2 separate regions of the Sus scrofa genome follow, and region 1 is linked to region 2. The links are chromatin contacts, called in public Hi-C maps. All regions are on one chromosome and are shown on one strand. The core of a region is the stretch at or near the end of the contact, and the rest is flanking DNA. Distances in the headings are between cores, read along the strand shown.

What was found. Hi-C and Micro-C count contacts between places; a contact is called where the count stands out from the background.
Region 1: a contact with region 2 is called in a Hi-C map of skeletal muscle, with 2.5 times the contacts expected there. The contact joins the promoter of CAPN15 here to the promoter of RAB40C in region 2. A contact is called at or near these places in 1 of 5 promoter capture datasets (liver) and 4 of 47 Hi-C or Micro-C datasets (epiblast stem cells, heart right ventricle, liver and 1 more).

What each region holds. Positions count from the first base shown.
Region 1 is chr3:41,205,179-41,210,276 of Sscrofa11.1, reverse strand. CAPN15 (calpain-15) reads left to right here and starts at 1,667. Exons shown (of 13, transcript XM_021086917.1): 1 at 1,667-1,899.
Region 2 is chr3:41,156,923-41,162,147 of Sscrofa11.1, reverse strand. It overlaps RAB40C (ras-related protein Rab-40C), which reads left to right and starts at 2,047. Exons shown (of 6, transcript XM_021086911.1): 1 at 2,047-2,274. The coding sequence starts at 2,241.

The DNA of each region.
Region 1 (5,098 bases), core at 418-2,917, 49 kb before region 2:
CACCAGGCAAGGCCACAACCAGGAAGGGGATGGGGGAACAGCTTCCCCTGTGCCTGGCTGGGCCCTTGACCATGGGGGCCTGTTTGTCGGCCGGCCAGCTGGCCCTACCAACAGTCCGTCTAGTCCCTGCCCTGGTCCTGCAGGGGTGACAGCCCAGCCGGGGTGGGAGAACATGTGACAGAAAACCATTGAAAATGCAAGCAGGGCAGTGCCAGGCCACTGCCCAGGAAGCGCTTCCTGGAGAGCTGCTCACAGAAGGGGCCCAGGTGGAGGTGCCCAGAGTGCGGGAGGGACCTGTGCCGCTCATGTCCCAGCCCAGAAGCAGTCTGGTGGAAGTCCCCCAGGGCAGATCCTGTCTTGACCAGGGCCCTGCCCCTCCCTGGAAGGAGATGCTCCTGCTCTCTCCCTACTCCCTAGCACTGCAGCGGGCTGGAAAGAACCTCGCCCATCAGGTCTCACGGCTCACCTTTGGCCGTTTTTCTCGTCGGCTCACCTTTGGCCGTTTTTCTTGTCGGGAGGTTATAGGGCTGTGGACACCACCTCTGACCCAGCTGCCTCAGGCAGTGCACAGGGAAAGGGCCTGGGAGGGAAGGGGACCTGCAGTCACTGAGCCACCAGCGGGACTTGGCCCTTGAAGGCAGAAGGGGACCGCAAACCACTCTCCTTGAATCTCTTGGTAGAGGGGGCTTTGCTTCTGTGTTTCCTGCGTGGCTTGTGCCCTTTCCGGCTCCCCAAGCTCCTCTGAATGCCAGGGCCCCCGGAGCTCCGCCCTCTGAATCCCCACTCCCCACTGCAGCCTCGCCCTGCTTCAGTTGCTGCGGTAAAACCGCTGACACCGATCCGTTTTTCCGAGGGTCTTGCTGCCTCCCGGGCACTTAGGCGACGCAGGGCGGGGGTCCTGGAAGCAGCGCCTACCCTCAGTCCGCGGCTGCTGGGTATGAGAGTGACCTCAGACTACCCAAAGTGCAGGGAAAGGCTCTGAGCAAACAGGGCCGGGTTCTGCTCGGAGGCCCCCCCGCGGCTTCCTCCCTGCCTGGCGCTGGGCTGCGCGTGTGCCTCACTCCGTCCTTCCAGCGGCTCGGGGATACTGGTTCCCCGATGGCCCAGAAGAAACTGGAGCTCTGGCAAGCAACCTGCCCGGGTCACAGAGAGTGGCGCGGCCGTGGTCAGCGCAGGTCGATCCCAGCGAAACCGAAACAGGACCGGGAAGCCCTTGCGGGCCGGAAGAGGCAGACAAGTCGAGAGGGGACCCGGGAGGGAGGGGGCGGTTCTGCGAGCAGGCCCAGCGCAGCGCAGGGGCCCGGGAGGGGTCCGGGGCCGCAGCCCCTCGCCGCCCGGCACAGCAGCAGCCGGAAGCGCCGCGACCGGGGCGGGGGGGTGTGAAGCCCCGCCCCTCCCTACCGCGCCGGGCACTCTGGGAGTTGTAGTCCCGGTCGCGTCCACGGCACGCCGTGCCTCCCGTTTTCCGGCTCGGGCGCCTACCTCGGCGCTCGCGGTCGGCTCGGCCCGGGAAGTCGGAGGGCGCCAGTCGAGGCGGCTGAGGGCCACCGCCCCGGACTCCGCCTCCCGGCCTGCCTCGCGCGCCGCGCCGCCTTGTGGGAGCGGTAGTCCGGGCGCGCGATTCACAGCGCCGCGTGCGCCCCGGGCGCGCCGTAGCCTTGGGGCCCCGGCCGGGCGCTACGCTACGGAGGCGGCGCAGGGAGAGGCGCGGGCCGGGCCGGGCCGGGTCGGGCCGGGTCGAGACGCTTGCCGGTTCCGCCACTCAGCGCGGGAGGCCGTCGGGGCAGCGCGCCGGCGGCAGAGGGCCCGCCTGCCCTCCGAGAACAAGTTGTGGGCCGACCGGCGCAGGCGAGCGGGCCCGGGCCGCGGGGACTGAGAAGGCGCCGCGGGGTTGCGGAGGTGAGTCTCGCCGCCCGGGCCGGGCCGGGCCGGGCCGGGGGGAGCGGCCTGGCCCCTCGTGGGGCCGGGACCGGCGGGCGGCGCCCCCTGGGCATTGGTCCGGCACGACCGGGCTGGGGACGCTGCCCGAGGGAGAAGCCGGCGGGACCTGGGGGACCAGACAGCGAGAGACCAGCCAGGGTGCTGTGGACACAGGAGGCGGCCTGAACCTTTCCTGCCCTTGAGTGCCCTTATCTCCGGGCAGTGTCCCGTCCCCGGCTGCGTTCGGGATGTGTCCCGCGGTGGCCCCGCGGAGTGGGAGCGCGGGCGCGCCTTGTGTGCCCACTGGCCGGCCACCACAGTTCGTTCTCCCGTCCCTCTCCTGGCGCTGGAGCGAACCGAGAAGTTTTCCACAGGGGCCCTGAGAGGATTTGCCAGGCTGCACGGCGACCCTTCACGCTCTTCTTGCTGCCCACAAGAGGGGCTCTTCTGGTCCTCACCAGCGCACCCCTGTTGTGTGGTCAAGTGACTGGGCTTGTTTGGAGGAGGTGGGGGCGCCTCCTAACACGCAGGAATTTGGGACCAGACTGCAACCACAGGATCCCAGTGAGTCCAGGCCTGGGAGTTTGGGGTCCGGTGGCTCTGAGCGGCCGTGTCCTGGGGGGACACGGGCCTCCGCCGAGTGCTAAGTAGGTTCGCACCCCTCCTGGGAGCCCCTCCCCTGTCCCGGCCTGGGGGCTGTGTGAGCCACCGTCAGGAGGGTGCCCCTGATCCCCTTCTGCCGCTAGAGGCTGGGCTGCCCTAGGAGGTGGGGTAACGCGATCCTGCCATTTCTGGGTGACTTTCTCGAGTGCGGGGAGAGGCTAGTGTTTCCCTGGCCCAAGTCCCTGGGGAGGCCCCCGTGGACTGGGAACCCCGAGCCTGGCTGCTGGGAGTGGGTCTTGCGAGAGGTTGGGCTCGACTGATTTCCTCTCAGGTCCTTCTGCTCCTGGCAGGAGCTCCCCTCTTCCCTTCTGCAGCTGCTTCCCCTGAGCAGACAGGCTGGTGACCCCGTGACCTACTGAGAGCCAGGCTTAACCCCCGCCCCGCCACGCTGGGCCCAGGGCTCAGTGACTGCCTGGCTTTAGACAGGGACCTTCCGTCTTGGATCCCGTTTCTCTCCTTTGAGCCGCCCAGACCCAGGACTCTGAGGGCAAGAGGCGGAGGGCCCTGCAGTCCTGCCCCCCAGGGGTGGCTCGGAGCCCTGCCCTTCTTGACGGTGGGCTCTGCTGGAGGCCCTGCACCCAGCTCTCTGGACCCGTCTCTTGGGCCGCACTCTGCGGAGCACCTCCTCACGGAGGCCATGGGGCGGCCGTGGCTGCTGGGGCCGCGCGTCCAGGTCTGGGTCGCTGACTGTTCACCTCGTGTACATGGAGTTGGGAAGAAGGACTCAGCTGCCCTAGAAATCCGCAGAAACTGTGGCTCCTTCATGGGTCTTTGCTGGTCAGTGGAGAGCCTCAGGGCTGTGCCCAGACCCCATCCAAAGGTACCTCCTGCCCCCGAGGGGCACCAAGGGGACTTGGATCAGCTGGTTCCTTGCCCTGATCTTCTGCTTGGATTTCTGGCACCTCTGGCCCTTGCCACCCATTACCCCTGTCCCCACGCAGGGACTTGGCTCCCTCTCCCTCTGCCAGGCTCGCAGGGATACGCAGGTTCCTACCTCCCCCCACCACCACCCTGTCCTGCTCTGCCAAGAATGCCCAGCAGGCCTGTGCTGTTGCTTTGGCCATCCCCAGCTCCCCCTGTGCCCTACACAGCCCGTCCAAAGGTGAAGTGGTCAGCGAGCATCCTGTCAGCTGCCCGCCTGTAGGCAGCTCTGGTGACCCCGCTCTGACCTCAGAGGGGAGCCCCCAAAGTGGTTGGGACTGGCACCCACAGCCTCTCCGGGATGGGGGGGCTCGCTGGTCTCCACCTGCTTCGAATGAGCTGGAAGGCGGCTGTGCGAGGAGTTCGGGCTTGGGGGCCAGCCCAGCCTCACCCTCTCACTGTCACTCTGGGTCAGCTGTGGCTTAAGGTGGGGTCCCAGTGGAGGCTCATGCTGGTGCCGGCAGGACAGTGCAGGGAGCAGGGGCTGTGGGAGGGCAGCTGGGGGCCTCCTGATGCCTGAAGGACGTGCTGTCCCTTGGGCGAGGACTTTTCCGGGGCACCCGGGGTGGACCGAGTGGACGGCCCGGCCTCGCTCCCTGTCCTTGCCGCAGCATCTCACTTGGGCGGCTGCCCACACCCTGCTCTCTGCTTCCCTGGGGTCAAGGGCTGCACCCCCTCTCCCTTGGGGCCGAGCTGGACGGTGCTGGCAAATATCAGGAGGAAAACAGGTCGATAGAGGCTTCACTTGGGCCGAGTCACCTTGTGTGTGTGTGTGCGTGTGTGTGTTTCAAGGAGGGCAGCCACGCTGGCCCGGTACAGACCCAGAGCAGCCGAAGCCCTCCTGCCCAGCCCCCGGGGGCTGCCCGGCTGCTGCGCTGCGGGGGGAGCTGGAGGCTCCGGTGCCCTCGTGTCCCTGTGAAGTGCCCCTGCCCCTGCCCCACCCCCGTGCCCGAGGTCACAGGCAGCCTAGAGCAGGGCTCTGCCCCTCCACCGCCTGGCAGACAGCAGTGCTGGGGCGAGAGCACTCGCCCCGTAGCCTCCCCTCGATTCCTCTGTAAACACGGAAGTGGAAAGTGAAGCGTGGTGGCGTCCTTGGCTGCCGACAGTAACTTCCTCTTTTCGGCATCTGACTGAAGGGTACACCTCCAAAGCCAGGGCATCCGGGGACCCGTTCCCCTCTTGGAGGCAGCCCCCGGCCTCCGTGGCAGCAGACGGCCCCTCACCTGTGGCTTGGTCTTGCGAGGCCCCAAAAGCAGAGCAGACGCTGCCTGACACCTGCCAGTCGCTTCCTTTGCGGGTGCCAGTGGGGCCACAGAGGCTCCTTGAGCCCTGGCCACTACTGGACCCTTTGGGGCCGAGGTGCTGGGCAGACAGAGAAGCCCCAAAACACCAGGCAGAGCGGCCGGCTGCCTTGGCGCGCACGCGGGCCGGACAGCAGGCAGTGCTGGTGCCCATGCTGTTCACAGACCTGGCTCTTAGGGGCGGTTTGTAACGATTTCCAGCAGGACCTCGACACTCCCTCTCTGAAGAAGACTGCCGTGCTGTCGTGGGGTGTTAGCCTGGCGGGCTGTTCCCTGCGCCTGGGGGGGGCAGG
Region 2 (5,225 bases), core at 798-3,297:
GGCCCAGGTGCTGGCTCACGAGGTGCTTGGTGCCTGCCCAATAGGAAGCATTCCAGGCACTGCAGAAAAATGAAAAAGCAGGATCCATGTGGGTCGTGGCCACTGGTGGGGGTTTGCCACTCCGTTTCACGCAGGGGTCTGCTCCTGTGAAGACCGCCTGCTCCTGGAGACACGGCCCAGGCCCAGTGACCCCGCGGCAGGAAACGTCTTGCTGCCCTGTTTCTCAGCCATGGAACAGATGTGCCAGCCGAGCCATCCTCAGTGCAGCCCAGAGGCGCAGGGTTTGGCTGCTGTGATGACCTCTGGTGCCCTCTGCCCAGACCTACTTTTTCGGAGCCCACCTCCTGCGCATCTTCTCCCAGCTGCTTCATCTGCTGAGGCCGGGTTGGCCCGGCCTTGTCAGCTTTCTCCTGATTATTCTTAACGGCTTTAGGGAGGCACATCTCCCGTACCATCGATTCACCACAAAGGTGCCACTCAATTCGTTTTTTGTAATGGCTTTACCCCGTAGTACCACAATCATCAGTTTTAGAACATTTTCGTCCCCAAAGAGATGCCGTACCCACGAAGCAGTCACTCACTGCTCTTCCCTCTGCCCCCACCCCCACCCCCGGCCCCGGCAGCCACGCATCTGCTCCCTCCCTGTTTGCTTATTCTGGACTCTGCGCAGAAATGGAGTGTAGCACGTATCTGTCCTTTAGTCCTCTTATGGATGAACACGCATTGTGTGGGTAGACCCGCCTTTTGTTTATCAGTTGATCTGTTGGTGGATATTTGGGTTGTTTCCACTTCTTGGCTATTGTGATTAATGACGCTGTGAACAGTCACGCACAAGCTTTGTTTTTTTTTTTTTTTCTTCTTAGGGCGATACCCACAGCATATGGAGGTTCCCAGGCTAGTGGCTGAATAGGAGCCACAGCAATGCAGGATCTGAGCCATGCCTGTGACCTACACCACAGCTCACGGCAACACCGGATCCTTAACCCACTGAGCAAGGCCAGGGATCGAACCCACAACCTCATGGATCCTAGTCGGATTCTTTTCCGCTGTGCCGCAAGGGGAACTCCTAGAGTGAAATTCTTTATTTTTTAATCCAAAAAAATTTTATGGCCACACCTGTGGCACATGGAAGTTCCTGGGCCAGGGACTGAATCTGAGCCACAGCTGTGAGCTGCAGCAGTGCGGGATCTTTCGCCCATTGTGCCAGTTTGGGGATCAAACCCATTCCTCCCCAGAGACCCAAGCAGCTGCAATCAGATTCTTAACCCCCTGTGGGAACTCCAACAGTGAAATTCATGAGCTTGTTTTTGAGAACTTCTCCCGACTAAATGAAATATGGAATTACTTACTAAGTTGTCCAACCTCCCTGCCAGAGAGCTGTCACCCTACATCCTAGGTGCCACAAGTAATGTTGCCAATCTAATGGGTGAAGAGGGTATATTTTGCTTTACTTTCTATTTTGCAGAATAAAATTGTATCTTCACAACTGTTCACACCTTTTCATAACCTATCCATTCTGTAAACAACCCAAAGTCACTTCCTCCTACAGGCTCCCCCGGACCCTCTTCCTGGGCCCTCCTGGGTGCCCCACCTGGCCTGACCCCGACTCTTCCCAGGGTGGGCGGCTCACAGCCAGTGCTGCCGTCGTCTCTGGGGCTAGAGGACGACATGCAGGCCGACCCCCTTTCTGCAGCGGCCTTGAGAGCCGCGCTGTCACCTGCAAGACTTGCCCAGGGAACGGGGCAGACGCGAGGGGCGGGGACAGAGCTGCGCTGGAGTCCCCGCCTCGCCGCCTGCAACCAAGCCTCACCTCGCTGCCCCTGCGCCCCGACCCAGGTAATTCCAAGTTCCTGCCACCGCCTCATTTCACCGTCCCTACCCTCGCGCCCTGCCTCGTCTCCCCGCCCCTCACCCGCGCCCCCACTCACCACCTTCCCCACAAGAAACCCGGCGCCCGCCCCCACCTCACCATCCCCCGGCCCCGCCCCCGGCGCGGGAACGGAAGTCCCGTCTACCCGGCCGCTCCGAGCGCCGATTGGTGGATCTTGTCTCACTGCGCCCTCGTCACGCCCCCTCCGTGGGGAGGGCGCCTTTCCGGGGGGCCGCACTGTACGCGCCCGGGTCTCTGCGGAAGCTGCGGCCGCAGCTTTCTAGGAGGTTCAGCCCTGCCATAGTCACCCGCGTCACCTCACAACGGGGACCGCCACCGTCCCGCTCAGTCCGCGGAAGTAAGGGGGTGTATGCAAACAACCTGGAGGTCCAAGCTTCTGATTGGTGAGCGTATAGGGGGCAAGATGGGCGGGCTTAGAGGGCCATGAGCGACGTGTAGGTGGTCCAGTAGCTCTGGGAGGATCGGCTGCGGTGGCCAATGGCGAAGCGGAGGGGGCGTGTTAGGGCCCAGGAGCTGCGGGGGCAGTGGGCAGGTTTGCCGGTGAGTCTCGGATGCTCTGCGGGAATCGGCGGGGGGTGGGGGGCGTAATGCTGACGGACAGGCAGGCGGATCAGAGGGTCCCGGAAAGCGAGAGGCGAGGGGCCAATGGCAACAGCGTGAAGGCGGGGCGGGGCGACTGGAGTCTTCGCAGAACTGAGTGGGAAGCGATGGAGGCGGGGCAGCTTTGATGGACGTGCTCACGGGCCAGTGGCCGCGCGGGAGGCGGCGTGCGACGTACAGCAGCAGCGTAGGGGCGGGGCAATGATGGGGAGGAACGACCCGAGGTCTCGCAGCGCTGTATGGGAAGCTGGGGGGGCGGGGGCAGGGGCGCTAGCAGTGCTGACGGATATGCGCAGCGGCCAATGGCCGCGGGAAGGGTGCGGCGGACGACCAATGGTGGCGCGCGGGGCGGGGCGGGGTGGCGGGGCTGCTCGGCGCCGTGCGGGAAGCTGCGGGGCGGCGGCGGCGGCGCTGAGGCGAGGCGAAGGGAAGCGAAGCGGGGGCGGTGGAGCAGGTGCGGGCGGAGCGGCCTTGCCGTCCGCCGGCCTCGCTCACCCGCGCCCGCGCACGCAGGTCGGTCGGAGGCCTCCGCCAGCGGGCTCCGCGGCGCCGTGGGCATGCGGGTGCGGCCCGCGCGCGCGTGAGCGAAGATGGGGACGCAGGGCAGCCCAGTCAAGAGCTACGACTACCTGCTCAAGTTCCTGCTGGTGGGCGACAGCGACGTGGGCAAGGGCGAGATCCTGGAGAGCCTGCAGGACGGCGCAGCCGAGTCTCCGTACGCCTACAGCAACGGTAAGGCCGGCCGGCGGGCCGCCGCGCGCACCTGGCTCCGCCCGGCGACCTGCCGTCCGCCTCGCGTCTCGGGCCGGGGCGGGGGAGCTGCGGCTCGAGCTTGTCGAGGCCCTTCTGGGGCCCGCGGCGTCGTGGGGGCAGAGATCTGGCCGAGGGACTCCTGAGGAAGAAGGGCTTTTTCTTTGGTCGCGGGGCCTCACCAGGTGTGCCAGGTGTGCACAGCTGGGCGTCCTCAAAGCAGGCCGTTGGCTCAAGGCATCCCTTCCTTGGGCTGGACGAAAACGCCCGATCCGGACGGGGTTAAACGTTCTTTCCACGTTTCTGGCCGTGCAGCCAAAACACACAAGAGCTACAGGTCTCTGGCACCAGTGTGAGGTCCTCTCTTTTCTCGCAGTTGACGTGGGTCCCCCGGGGGGCCGTCGGGCTCCTGGAAGGGCCGTCTTTGCGAGGAGTTTTACTCCTTGGAGTCCGGTCTTCCGCCTCCTCTGTAGCTTTGTCGCTCAGAGTCTGGTCAGTCCTGCCTGACTGCTGTGAGCCTTCGCTGCTTGCTGAATTCCTGGGCTCTGGCCGCCAGCGTGTGGCCAGTGCTTCTTGACCCTTTCTCCCCTTAGGACGCGTCAGAGTCGTCGGCTTACCTGGGCCGGCCCTGCGCCCTTCCTGCTAAGCACGGAGCGAGGGGCAGGGGTCTGGAGGGCCCAGCCCACCGGAGCGCTGGGTGGTGTTGTAGGGAGGGCGAGGAAGTGTGAGGCCCCCAAGGGTGTGAGAGGGAGGCCTTGGGGGGCTGAGTCGGTCCCTTGCCCGCCACAGTCAAGCGGTCCTCTGGAGTCAGACGGGGGGTGGGCGCCTGAGCTGCTTTCCCAGAGATGGGGATGCTTTGAAGGGGGGCTGGGCTCCATCAGGGCCTCAGCGGCTTCCCAGGACGAGGACTCCTGGGTCTGAGCTGCCTCCAGCCGGGCGCAGCGAGGCAGCTGGAGCGAGTGGCCCGGCCTCCTGTCCCTGCTCTCGGGGGCAGTGTGCTGCCGCTCTTCTCGTGACGTGTTGAGTCCCGCCCGAGGAGAAGCACGGTGGTCCAGCGGGAGGGCCAGCTGCCAGAAGTGTGCGGAAGCCCCTGGGCTGGCAGGGCGGCGAGGGTCCTGGAGGTTACGATGTGTGGCACATGCAGTCAGGGCGTCAGCTCGGAGGCTCCGGGGCCAGTGCCCTTTCTCAGGGCGAGGTGGGTGGGTCTGAGGGTACTTCATTCTGCTGCCCTGAAGGCTTCCTAACTGGAGCAGTTAGTTCTCAGCGTTCGGCGCATCTCGAATTTGCTTTGTGTTTTTGGGGAGCTTTTGATCTCTGATTCCCTTGTGGCAGATGCGTGTATCTTTTTCTTTCCTTGTTAAGAGTCAGTACATCTCCGAGCTTCTTGTGCTTGGCTTAACCTTTCGGGGTCAGTCTGGCCAGGAGCAGATGACCAGTGGCAGGGAGGTCCCTTCCCATTGAAGGGCGTGTATCCAACACCCTTCCTTGGGCCAGGCAAGTTATTTCTCGCATTGAAGTCTTGCCTCACCTGTTCCGCAGCAGGTACCTGGGACACCTGACTCTCCCCAGCCTCGTAGACACAGGAGTCGTTGCATGGCCTTTTATCGTGTCGGCACCCAAAGCAGCAACGAGCCACACATGCCAGCCACACACCGCCCTGGAGCCCACGCAGACCCTTGGTGTCTGGAGGTGCTGATGGTGTGTGTTTGTACTCCTAGGTCTGAAAACCTCTCCTCAGGAGCTTTGATTTCTCTTCTTAACACACTGCAGTGGTTTTAGGGGAAGGGGTTGTGCCTTTTCTCTCTCTCTCTTTTTTTTAAACTCCTTTTTTTGGCCGCCCTGCAGCATGTGAAGTTCGCAGGCCAGGGATCAGACTTGAGCTGCGATTGTGACCCATGCCATGGCTGTGGCAACAACAGATCTTTATCTCACTGTGCCGAGCCAGAGATGGACCCTGCATCCTGGCACGGCAGCAATGCCACCG